Regions from separate parts of the Danio rerio genome. Here region 2 is linked to region 1. Evidence: chromatin contacts called from public HiCAR-type data. All regions are on one chromosome and are shown on one strand. The core of a region is the stretch at or near the end of the contact, and the rest is flanking DNA. Distances in the headings are between cores, read along the strand shown.

Region 1 (6,347 bases), core at 3,214-5,713:
CTTAATTGTTTCATGTTCAGTACACTTGAATTTGTAAAAACTAACAAGTTAACTTAATTCCTTCATGCTGTCCCAACACAAATCGATTGTGTGGAACCCAGCCTTTTTTTACAGTGTATAATTGTAATAGTTTGATTGAACACCTTTAAAGTACCAATTAAGATGTACTGCCTGTAAAGGTACATCTAAAAGTATACAGAGTAAACAAACAATGTCTTAATTTTCTATTTAAACACACACACACACACCCTCTATTGTGGTGGAATCCTACATGACATTTACTTCAGTATGGAAGCAAAAGGGCAGTGCAGAGAAGAAAACGAGGGAGAAAAACAATGTAGATGAAGTAGAAAGATGTATGAAGATATGTATTTGGCTGCAGAGAGGATGTGTATATGTTTCTTGCTGCTTCAAATATTCCAAACATCAATGAACTTTAGCATTACAAATAACACTGCAGTGCTGTTCCTCACAGGCTTGGGTAATTCTTTACGGGTTTCCCAAACAAACATGACACCTCATGTATTACACACACTCACAAAACACAGTAGCATTACAGCTGGATGGCGTTGAGAAATCCCTCCAAGCATTTCACAATGACTCTAAAAACAAGAACTCACTGACCCACCGACACAAATCACCTCTTGCAAACACACTGGAGGTCAGCAGAACTTTGTGAGCGCCAAAAGTGCTAACAGGAAGTTCCCATGAGAACATTTGTATTCTTCCTGTGAGGATATTTGTTTCCTCTCTTTAAAAGGCTGTGATCTTTGAGCTTCACAATCTGTTGGGACGCATCTCAATCTGACATACACACTAGCACTGTGACCTGCAGTCTAGTTTATCCATAACTGATCAAATGACTCAGAGCAAAGAAGATGAGACCACAGTTCACCTTCTGCTGGATAGATTGATAAGGCTGAAAAACCTATTTGGATGAACTATATTTCAAGAACAGCACAAGAACACACAATCACGTGTCCCATCAGATTTAGCTTCATGTAGTACACTGTAAAAAATAAACCCTAAAATTTACGGTAAAAAAACAGCAGCTGTGGTTGCCAGTACTTTACCATTAAAAACACGGTACAAACCGTAAAAGTAATTTCTCATTTTTACGGTAAACTACCGTTTTTTATTAATTTATAGAGGTAATATGTCTGAATTTTAAATGACCAACATCTACACATCTTTTGTTGCACAGTTAGATACGTTAGCACACCCACATGCAGGTAGTGATGAGGAAGTTACATAATGAGCCAATGCTCATCACAATCAACTTTTCCCACAAGCAGAAAAGAGTATCAGCATTAGGGGTGTCACGATTTTGATTTTTAATCGAAATCGATAGAAATTTATGCTCAATTTCGATTATCGAATCAAAAAATAGAATCGTCGATGCTGCCACGCCCCCATGTCACGTCAGAAAAAAACAGGCTTGTTGAAGTGCTTGTTAAACTGCAGAAGCAGGAGACCCGTCGACAAAAATTAAACCCTCTCCTCTTTCAATGAAGTCGCCGGTGTGTAAGCATTTTGGATTTCCAGTGAGTTATGTTGACAACGTTCGTGTTGTCGACAAAAAAAACACAGTTTTGCAAGCTCTGCTATGTACATATTACGTACGGTTCGTCCGATAGACAACACCGGCATCGCCATCCTCTGTCCGCCCCCGTTGCAAATCTGCTCGCGAAAAGTACACTCAGGCCCTGTTTACACTGTCTTTGTTTTTAAATGGCATTTTAGAACGACAACGATTTGACATCCACAATGGCGTGTAGCATTTCTGAGCAGCCTTCCTTCCTCTATACCTCTGAAAATGCACATCACGTGACCACAGACACAGACGCACACACAGCCTTGCGCTCGAGACAGCAGGTCCAGGCAGTCAGAGGACTGCTTCAATCTTTCACTCACTTGTACTTTGTCATTTTAGCGAACACCTCAGATACTGTTGGCTGGTTCCTGTTGGTTGTGCGTCTTTTTTACCGACGCCATTATAATGACACAGATCACTGCCTATTCAAGAGTCCCGCAGAAAAAGTGATTGACAGGTGGTAATTATGTCTGTATCTTGCCTTTATTCATTTACTGTATGATTTGTTTATGGGTAAAACAAAGACCATCCAGGTCAGGTAGTTTAAACGGTAGGCTACAAATAATTAATTGGTCATTAATTAATTATTCATAATCAAAAATCGAATCGAATCGTGCCTTTAGAATCGAAAATGTAATCGAATCGAGGATTTGGAGGATCGTGACACCCTTAATCAGCATATAGAAGGTTCTCAGAGTCATATACACAGCTACTAAACACCAGTATGGTAACACGCATAAAATTAAAGTCATGAAATAAACATTGTTTATCAACATTAGATGTAACATAAATCTATAATGTACATAACTGATGGGGAAACAACTAAAAAGATCCATATTAGTGTCAACAAAATGCATAAAAAGTTATGTGCCATGCAGGGAATTGTGGGAAAGTCAATTTACGGTTATTCGCCGCATATATTAAGGAAACATACCGTTTACCAGGTTACGGATTTGTACTGTAGCATTTTTACAGTTTTTTACAGTTGAAATCTAGGCCATTTTTTTACAGTGTAGTTGATTCATAATGTATAACAAAAAGCAGCAATGAACACAACTCAGGTTTAAAATGATCAGCATTCACAAGGGCTGGCTGAAAAATATTGGTTCTTTGAGAAATTATTTTCTCAGGTCCATTAAATTATTAGAAAATAATGCAATTCAGCCATTAACACTTAAAATAAACTAAGATAGATGGTGTACATTATATTCTAATAATCCGTCAGACTAGAGTCAATTATTCCACGTATACTACACCTAAAGACATTGTTCAGATGCTGCCTTTCAGCCCTGTTTGTTGAGTATAATTATAATTTAGTTTATATTTAATCCACAACACAACCCAAGAGCAAACTAGGGTACTCTGTGGCTTAAACATAGCTCGCTCACTCCTTCTAGCTAAAATAAACCATTATCAGGCTGTGATCATGTGGAGGAGCAGCAGCCAGTGTTTCAGAGTGCATACATTTTCCGCAGAATTGGGCTACTTTTTATCTGTGTCCACAGGTTGTTTAATTATGTGGATTGTCCCCAATAATTTTAAATATATTTGTTGTGTGTTTTTTGTCCCGTCTCTGTCATTCTGTTGCACTGTAGAAGCTTTGTCTCGAAAACAAATTCCTTGTATGTGTGAATATACCTGGCAATAAAGCTCTGTCTTATTTATTTTTTTAAAAATCTGTGAAAGCATGAACATTAAATCTTATATTGTTGTGATCACCGTCTTCTAGGCTAAAGGCTGATTTATACTTCTGCGTCAAACGCCGGCGTATGCTACGGCGCAGACCCATAGCCCTTCGCCGTGGCTGTCGGCGTCACTGACGTGCACCTCTCAAAAACTGTAACTACACGTCGCAACAACGCGTAGCGCAAGCTCTGTGATTGGTCGGCTTGGTAGTGCTGACGAGTCTGGGCAAGACCGAGATGGCGCGAGCTGGACGCGAGCACAATGGAGCGATTGTTTACTAGTGTGGAGTCCCGTGAAGGAGCTCCTGATGGAAAGTTTTGTTTTGTGTTTACCTCATAGTTAAAGTTGTTGCACGTCCGCCGGTTCCTGCCTTAAAATGAGCGTGTTAGAGCCACTTGTACATCCAGGAAGTGTTCAGCAAAAGCAAAACAGAAGCGAAGAAACTCGACACAGGGGAACATTTACACCTCACTGCCAACTAGCGTTTCGGAAGTGTTAATGCAGACTGACAGAGACAGCGCGCAGAAGTATAAATGCACAGCTGCACAGCTGCGCGCGTTGCCTGCACCGTGAGTTATGCCGGTCACTTGACGCAGAAGTATAAACCAGGCTTTAGTTGTAACAGGGTGTTACAATTTAGCCACACACTGTTTGACACCAATTAAACTAACAAAATAATTTTTAGCAATTTTAAGCAAATTGTTGAGAAGTTTTTAAATAAAAATGTTTTTAATAGAAAATATTTTTTTAATAGAAAAGAAATTATTTTATTGCCAATAACGCAAATAAATGCATTGTACAATATTGGATATTTGGATAATAATGGAAATAGATTTAAATGTGTTTATCCAATAAACAAATAAATACATAAACATAGTTTGCTATGTAGAATAAAAAAAGAAATGAGCCAATTACTGAGGAAATATAGCAACTATTTAAAGAAAACAGAAATTAACTGTGTGAAATCTGCATTTGTAAGCATGCGTTTCTTACAACTAAACATTGATATATCATAAACCTACAAAATCTAGATTTGATTTCAAGGGTTTTATGTTTGCTGTGTATTGTGCCTAACAACATCCCGTAACCCATATAAACCACCGTCACTGTAAACACACTCTTGACAGTCTCTCGCGCGGCTCATTGCTTCAGTCCCCCATGAGGCCTGTTGCTCACGGAGACGTGTGTGTTTGAGACGCTACACAACCATGACACATACGTGCCCGGATTCATCAGCAGATCTCTGCCACAATCTCATCATGTGGTCAGAAATGAACTCAACATGACTTTTCAAACACTTCCTGTTAAGACGCCGCCGCTCACACTTCCTTAAGCCTTGAGGAAAAACATCCACACTAACAAACCGTCCACACATAAAGCAGCTTGTTTAGATGCTTCAGTGTCCTGTTTATAAGCGGTAAGCTCTTCCTGTAGAGGATAGAGGACGTTTCACAGCAAGGGCCGAGAAACACTGACATAAAAGAGCCTTTGTGTCGCTTAATACCTGACGCACACAAGCAGTGTTATTGTTTTAAGATGAGTAATGGTGAAAACATTAAGTAGAGAATGAATGGGGGAGAGGGAGAGAGAGAGAGAGAGAAGGTGATGCATATATTTAAAATTAAATCTTTGGCGTCCTCTAGTGGCCTCTAGCAGCACTGCAGAAAGATTTTCAAGACTTGTAACATGTAGTCCAAGTTTAAATGCGTAATGTACAAGATAGCAGGCTAAGAGTAGATGTAAGATACCAATGTTCATAGAGGACATTATTATAATTATTTATTATCATTATTATTATTATTATTATAATTATTATTATTATTATATGATATATATATATATATATATATATATATATATATATATATATATATATATTATATTATAGTCTTTTTTAATAATAATATAGGCTTATTAAAACAACAGTATGAAAGAGAAATACTTGATCTCTTAACCCATGATTTTAGTTATTCATCTGTATATGAACTACATAATTTTAAACACATTTATTTTTTTCGCCTCACAGCGAGAAGGTTGCTGGTTCGAGTCCTGGCTGGGTCAGTTTGCGTTTCTGTGTGGAGTTTGCATGTTCTCTCTGTGTTTGCGTGGGTTTCCTCCAGGTGCTCCGGTTTCCCCCACAGTCTAAAGACATGCGCTATAGGGGAATTGAATAAACTGAATTGGCCGTAGTGTACGAGTGTGAGAATGTATGGGTGTATCCCAGTGCTGGGTTGCAGCTGGAAGGACATCCGCTTGTTAAACATATGCTGGATAAGTTGGCGGTTCATTCCACTGTGTCGAGCCCTTTTTAATAAAAGGACTTAGTCTAAATAAAATTAATAAATGAAAGAACGAACCTTTAAAATTTTTTATAATTTAATTAATAAATAAATGTTTTTTACAGACTGAGAGATTTAAGGAACAGTTTATTTTTCTGTGGTAAACTATTTACATAAATATGTGAAAATTATAATATTTTAAAAATACGCACAAGCTCAAATGAGAGGTTGGAAATGCTTTTTATGTGTGTGTGTGTGTGTGTGTGTGTGTGTGTTTTTAAAATAAAATTGTCTCTTTAATGCAACAAAAAATTAATGCAACAAAATACAGGAATACAATTTACTTAAAAACTTGCAAATGTTTTTACATTCTTCTATTTCTTTTAATCATCAATGTTTAAAAAATGCTTACCGTTTAATATTTAGTTTAACAATTGTTTGTATAATATATATATATATATATATATATATATATATATATATATATATATATATCACTGGTGGGACACTAGATGAATGGATGGATAGACAGACAGACAGACAGACAGACAGACTGACAGACAGACAGACAGTCAGACTGACTGACTGACTGACTGACTGACTGACTGACTGACTGACTTGATTGAGTACTTTTTTATTAACACATTTAGTACAAATATTGTCTTTATTTTGTTTTGTACAATATTTTTATTATTTCAGACATTAATCTGTATTTTTGGGTTAGCATGTTAGGGTGTTTTAGTAAATATTCTAGAGATGTACAAACACATTTAGCAAAAACTAAACAA
Region 2 (6,395 bases), core at 2,205-4,704, 280 kb before region 1:
CCTATAGTGAAATCTGCTAAATCACCAATAACTGCTGGCCATTTGCTCAGCACTGCATTAGGATCTCAAACTCTGACTCCAGTACACCTTGCGATCTTACAGAGAAAGCTACTTTAATTAGGGATGCACGCATTATTGTTGCAGCAGCAACATTGTGATGTTCAAATCCATAATTGTCACATCACAATAGTCCAGTAGAGATCATTGTTGACCAGGAACCACAGTTCAGAATGCATGTGATTTAGGGGTTAATTGCAAAGTTTAAACAACATTTTAAGGTCTGTTACATTCCAAGCGAGTTAAAATATGAGTGCCTTAATTTTGTAGCTTTAATTGAATAAATATTAATTAAGATTAAGTGTATTTAACTTATGCAGTATGGACTACATGGTGTTATTTTACATTTGACTACTTAAGTTATGTCCCATCCCGATTTTCATAGAGGAATAAAAATGGCTATATATTGCAATACCAATTTCCAATTTCATGCAGTATATTTCAATGACTCGTGATTCTTTTCATAATGTACACCCGTTTTCTGGTGCTTATTTAAATTATTATATTGCTTCTTAATTGAGAGGTAATATATTATATTTATGGTATAAGTTATGATCAGTAAAAGAAAATATTGTTATTGTAAGATCATGCATAAAACATTAAAAATAAGTAAGCCTTAAATACTTATCCACATTAACTTTCATAGTAGATAGAATTTCAATGAAAGGCATTAAGGGCAAGAAACTTTTTGGTAAGCCCACATTCTTTAAAACATCTTTAAAGCAAGCAAGGCAATAAATGATACCAGAATCTTCTTTTTTTTACCTAGTGTGGGCGACATGGTGGCTCAGTGTTTAACTCCGTTACCTCACAGCAAGATCGCTGGTTTGAGTCCCAGCTGAGCCAGTTGGCATTTCTGTGTGGAGTTTGCATGTTCTCCTCGTGTTGATGTGGATTTCCTCCGTGAGCCACAGTCCAAAGACATAAGCTATAGGTGAATTGAATTAACTAAATTGGTTATAGTGTATGAGTGTGAGTGAGTGTGTATGGGTGTTTCCCAGTACTGGGTTGAAGGTGAAAGTGTATCCGCTGTGTAAAACATATGCTGTATAAGTTGACATTTCATTCAGCTGTGGCGACCTCTGATGATTAAAGGAACTAAGCCGAAGGAAATCTAATAAGTTCTAGTTTTTAGGAATCACAAACTTGTTTTACATTAAGGATTTAACTTGTTATGCAGGCATTAAAGCTCTTTTAAGAGTAAAACGTGTCATAATTTGGTCATCTAATGCACTGCAGTGTGTTTTAAAATCTTTTTAAAAGTATTTAAAAAGTTCAGCAAATAAAGTTTACAGCATGCACTTACGCTATGCAACACGTGGGGGCAGCAGAGACATTCATGGACCATCACTATGGTAAACGCCAAAGATCTACATATTATTCAGGCTAATGAGGAATCTGTATGCTATGCAAGTACATAAGAAGACTAAAAAAGACATTAGTGATCATCATAATGAAGCTTAAACAACATATAACAATTTATTTTCAAATTATGGCACAATAGAAAGTTACCCATTAAAAGTGTTTTGAGAATCTGGGAACGTTTGAGGTCCAAATGTAGCCTACACCTAATTTTAAGGGAGGACTCTTTTTTTTCACTATTTGTTTTTGTTTAGTTACTCACCAGGTGCTTCTTCCATCTCCAGAAATGGCTCTGACACTGCAGTTTCTATTGAAAACAAAATGCAGAAAGCCTATTCAAGTCAAAGCTATTTCCATACATTTCCCCACATAACGAACCTATATGAATATATATGCGCATATATGAAACCTATATGCAGTATATATGCAGCATATATGATATTATATATGTTGCATATATGTGTATATATGCCACATATAGGCAAAATTGAGGTGCATATGTGCATTTACAGGCCATATAATAGTGCTCTTGTATTGCTTCTTTATATCCACATATAAGTCCTATATGTACATATGATATGAACATATGTCTCCTATATAGCTCATATCTAACTGCGGCACCTGTCATACATGATGTCTAGCTCATATTTTCTATTATAAAGGCAAATGTATGTATTTATGTATGTATGTATGTATGTATGTATGTATGTATGTATGTATGTATGTACGAACACTTGATATCAGCATCACATGTAATTGGCATGTTATGGAATTTAATTATGGCAAATAAGTGAGAGGAGATGGAAAGCCATGATGTCTACACAATTTCCTGAAACATTTATGTCATTTTTCTATTCAGCTTTTTGTCTTATTTTTGTTCTTGGGCTATATTTTTTTCTTGTAGTATTTGATTGTTCTTAATTAAATATAAAAATGTAAATTTCTACATTTTGGGCTTTTATTTATGTTGTCTAGCAGCGATGGATTTTAACAATTTATTAATATATAGGTAAACATATAGGTGAACATATTGATGGACATTTATAGGTACATGTATGCACGTATATATGTATACATATATGCACACATGTGCATATATGTACATATAATATATGAAAACAGCCAATTTTATATATGTAACATATATTAAAAACATATAAAAATAAAAAAATAAAAACATATAGGTTAGTTTCGTGTGGGTAAATTTTAATCACTGGGTCTCATTTTCTTGCCTGAAACTAATATCTCCACAAAAATTAGGATCCAGCTACTTTCCAATAAAAAGTAAATCTAAATTTATGAAAATCTTGAATATGAAAACACATATGCAAACATCACAGATTAATTAATCTCATAACATGCAGTAAGCATCATAAAGTATTTTTAATGAGAGATATTGTCAATATGCTACAGAGGAATGTGGATCTCATTCGTTTTCCTTAGGCTTTTCCCCCTTTTTATCAAGGGTTGCCACAGCGGAATGAACCGCCAACTATTCCAGCATGTTTTAAAAAGCAGGTGCTCTTCCAGCCGCAACCCAGTAGTGGGAAACACCCATACACTCTGGCATTCACACACACACACATTCATTCACTACAGTCAATTTAGTTTATTCAATTCACCTATAATGGCAAACTCCACACAGAAATGCCAACTGGCCCAGCTGGGACTCAAACCAGCGACCTTCTTGCTGTGAGGCCACAGTGCCGCTGGAATGCAGATCTATTTATTCAAATTACTAACCTATGACATGCAGGAACTAATTTTAAATACTCAAAATTCATTAAAATGTCAACTAAGTTAGGAGCATGAGCGGACTCACATGCTATGCATTAGCCAGATATGTTTTTTTGTTCTACTCTGCATAGATATGAAATTATTCATGCAGTGATTACTGAATGAGAGCTACTGTCTTGGTTTTATTGTGTGTTTGAGATGGTAAATGTGTTTTTGTGTTTGGGTAATCTGATAGGTCACAGTCTCCTGCTGTTTGTGTGTAACCTACAGGTCGTAGCATGTAGCTATTTTGCTAAGCGTACGTAACCTGCAGGGTCGTAGTTTCACCACGTGGGTGTTTGTGTTTGTAACCTTTTGGGTCACAGTCTATGTGTGGATGTTTGTGTGTGTGAGGTTTCACTTTCCTTATGAGGACTTTAGTGTCCCACTGTGACAGTAAAACTAGAAATGAACAACATTACAGAGACCTCCCAGTATCTGTTATAAAAGCAGCTTAATAAAGAGAGTAAATAATGGCTTAATTAAAATCTAAAAATACCTTAAGGTCTCTCAAAGGAGCTGGGAGTGGAGTGTTATGGTTAAGCTAACATAATTAGCTCAATATTAAAATGATAGATGGTAATGACAGGCTATCAAATGTGAATGTATGTGCATGAATATAACCTGTTGTGTCGTAGTCTGTCAATGCATCACTATGGCAGTTTCCATCATCATCATCGCAATTCTCTGCCGTTGTTGGAAAAGTGGTAGTTGTTGGGATGTTTCCTAGTAGCATACTAGCGCTAGTGACTGTAGCTGCTGTAGTCTCCATAGTAGTGGCAAGAGGAAGAGGTGTTGTGGGCTCTGAAACGAGACCAAGAATATATAGATATTTTAGTTATCTGATGTTTTTACAAGTAATATACCATTATACATATTCATGGTAACCCTTGTGTGCTGTTGGGGGTGTTTTTATCCACTCTGGGGTGATTTTGAGTCTTAAATTGGCCACAAATTTCCAATCTTATTTGACCAATCTTATTTTGACTCATATTTTGAGAAAACTATTTTAAACAAATTAAATAATTCAACAATACACATACAAATTAGCCCTTTCATTATGTTTGTGACTGTTTTTGCCCCATTGACTTCCATTATAATGACATTTTTTGACTGCAAAGCCATGACACCGTACAAGCATGCATTCTTGATTGTTGCTGGTTTTCCCTGTTGGGAGGAGTTAAAATTTTTAATTATTACTTTTCTTGATATGTCTGAGAAAATCAAAATAGGCAGCTCAGCTATCAGAACACAGTAAGTGTATTTATGCACACACACACAAACACACACTATGGGCTCTATTTTGACGATCCATGCGCAAAGTCCAAAGCGTAGAGTGAAAACGCATTAAGGGCGTGTCAGAATCCACTTTTGATATTTTAAGGACGGAAAAATCCGCTTTGCGCCGTGGCGCATGGTCTAACAGGGTTGAGCTTATTCTCTTAATGAGTTATAGATGTGTTTTGAAGATAAACCAATCAGAGTCTCATCTCCCATTCCATTTAAGAGCCAGTTGCGTCGAGCCATAGCGCATTTGCTATTTACATGATAGACTTTGTAAATGGAAAAACTGAGCGTTTTACTGTAAGAAAACAGTCAAACAGAGCATCTACAGCAGGGGTCTCAAACTCAATATACCTGGGGGCCGCAGGAGGCAAATTCTGGGTGAGTCCTCAAATGTCATTATTAACAGTTTTAATTATTTCTTCTGAACATGAAGTGTCCTGAACATTAATAGAACATTGAGTGAAGATTATGAACAGTTCTTCTGAACATGGCATCTTTTGCCTAATTCTTGCTGCCAGAGACTGGACAGCGCTTCTTCTCACAAATCTGAACCACATTTGGCTTTAGAGCGGAAGCAGTTGAGACCCTCAGTATGCCTTGAAGATGATCATCATTAAGTCTAGACCTGTCTAGACTCACTCAAAACTTCCATTCCCTCACCTAAAAAAAAAGGCGTATACATGTATAAATAAAACACCCCCACCCCACTCCAGTCACATCAGTCTGTACCAGTCTGTATCTACCTATAATATATATAAGATGCAGGCTGTAGCTGGGTAGGTGGCAGGCTGCAGATAGGTAGCTAAGTGGCAGGCAGGGGCGGGGACAGCTTACCTTGGTTCTGGCCGGCGCGAGTTCCCTCCTAACACTTCCCGCCCGTCACAGCGTCTAACAAAGGGGCGGGGTGCGTGGTGACGTCACCGGCATCCCCGCCCCTTTGTTTACACGACGGGCGGGGAATGCCAGTGAACGCTGTGTACGAATAGAATCAGCAGAGCGGGGAGCGCTCTTTCTCCCCGCTCCGCTGATTCTGTCAGTGTACAGCGGTCGGCGCGGGCCACAAAATATTGCACTGAGGGCCACAAATGGCCCGCGGGCCGCAAGTTTGAGACCCCTGATCTACAGCGTGAGAATGAGAGATGAGCCTCCTCATTCTTTACTTTCACTTTCACTCTCGTAGATAGGGAAACATGTTGTACTCACAGACATCCATTAGCCTATACATAAATAATTTTGTTTGTTAAGGACAAAGATTTGTTTCAAAACTATTTCTAAATTTAGTTCTGATTTCCAGCAAACGAATAAATGAACAACAATAACAAAGTGTGGTCAAAAAACGGTGCCCCATATGATCTAAAGCCTGAAAGGTGGACAAATCTAAGCTTGTTTTTAATAAAACAAATATAAATATGCATATAATAAATAATACTGCCACTAATAATAATTTTACACAAAAGCAAATTGTCATAAATAAACTAAAAAAGCCCCCCGAGATGTACAAGGCATGAAGGCAGTGGTTTTTATATTTATGAAGGCTAGAAAATAATAATTTTTGTAATATTTTAATCCTTTAATTCTTTTTCATATGTAAAGATATTTGTGTATTTCTGTACATTTTGTGTGTATTAAGCAGTGTGTAAGCAAGGTGCACAACCAACGTTCTATGCACTTTGAACATTCTATAGTAGTTGCTCAAAATAGCAACGCACCAACAATGCGCCTCAACACGTCCCCTTTTTTAGACCAGAACGCCTATGGGCGCACATATGAGTGCAAAAATGCATCTGCTATTTAAACAGCGTGCTGCAAAACGTCAAAATATTTCTTGCGCCAAGCTGAAACTAGCAAACAACAATTGCGTCGCACCTTGCGCTGCATTGCGCCGGGTGTATGATAGGGCCCTATAATCTGCT

Evidence for each region. HiCAR-type assays count read pairs that join an accessible place to other places.
Region 2: a HiCAR-type map of caudal fin shows a contact between it and region 1, with 6 times the contacts expected there. The contact joins two enhancer-like sites. A contact is called at or near these places in 4 of 18 Hi-C or Micro-C datasets (caudal fin, embryo and hematopoietic stem cells) and 1 of 4 datasets of contacts at active chromatin or transcription factors (caudal fin).

Annotation. Positions count from the first base shown.
Region 1 is chr2:46,387,112-46,393,458 of GRCz12tu, reverse strand. All of the region lies in intron 2 of pard3ab (par-3 family cell polarity regulator alpha, b), which reads right to left. Among named protein-coding and RNA genes, the nearest start is that of pard3ab, 39 kb to the right of the region's middle. Within about 2 kb of position 4,463, at least 23 of the 62 cell types and tissues checked have an H3K27ac peak or open chromatin away from gene starts, as enhancers often do.
Region 2 is chr2:46,669,005-46,675,399 of GRCz12tu, reverse strand. It overlaps nrp1b (neuropilin 1b), which reads right to left. Exons shown (of 17, transcript NM_205674.1): 11 at 3,820-3,999; 12 at 1,682-1,726. Among named protein-coding and RNA genes, the nearest start is that of nrp1b, 44 kb to the right of the region's middle. Within about 2 kb of position 3,454, at least 7 of the 62 cell types and tissues checked have an H3K27ac peak or open chromatin away from gene starts, as enhancers often do.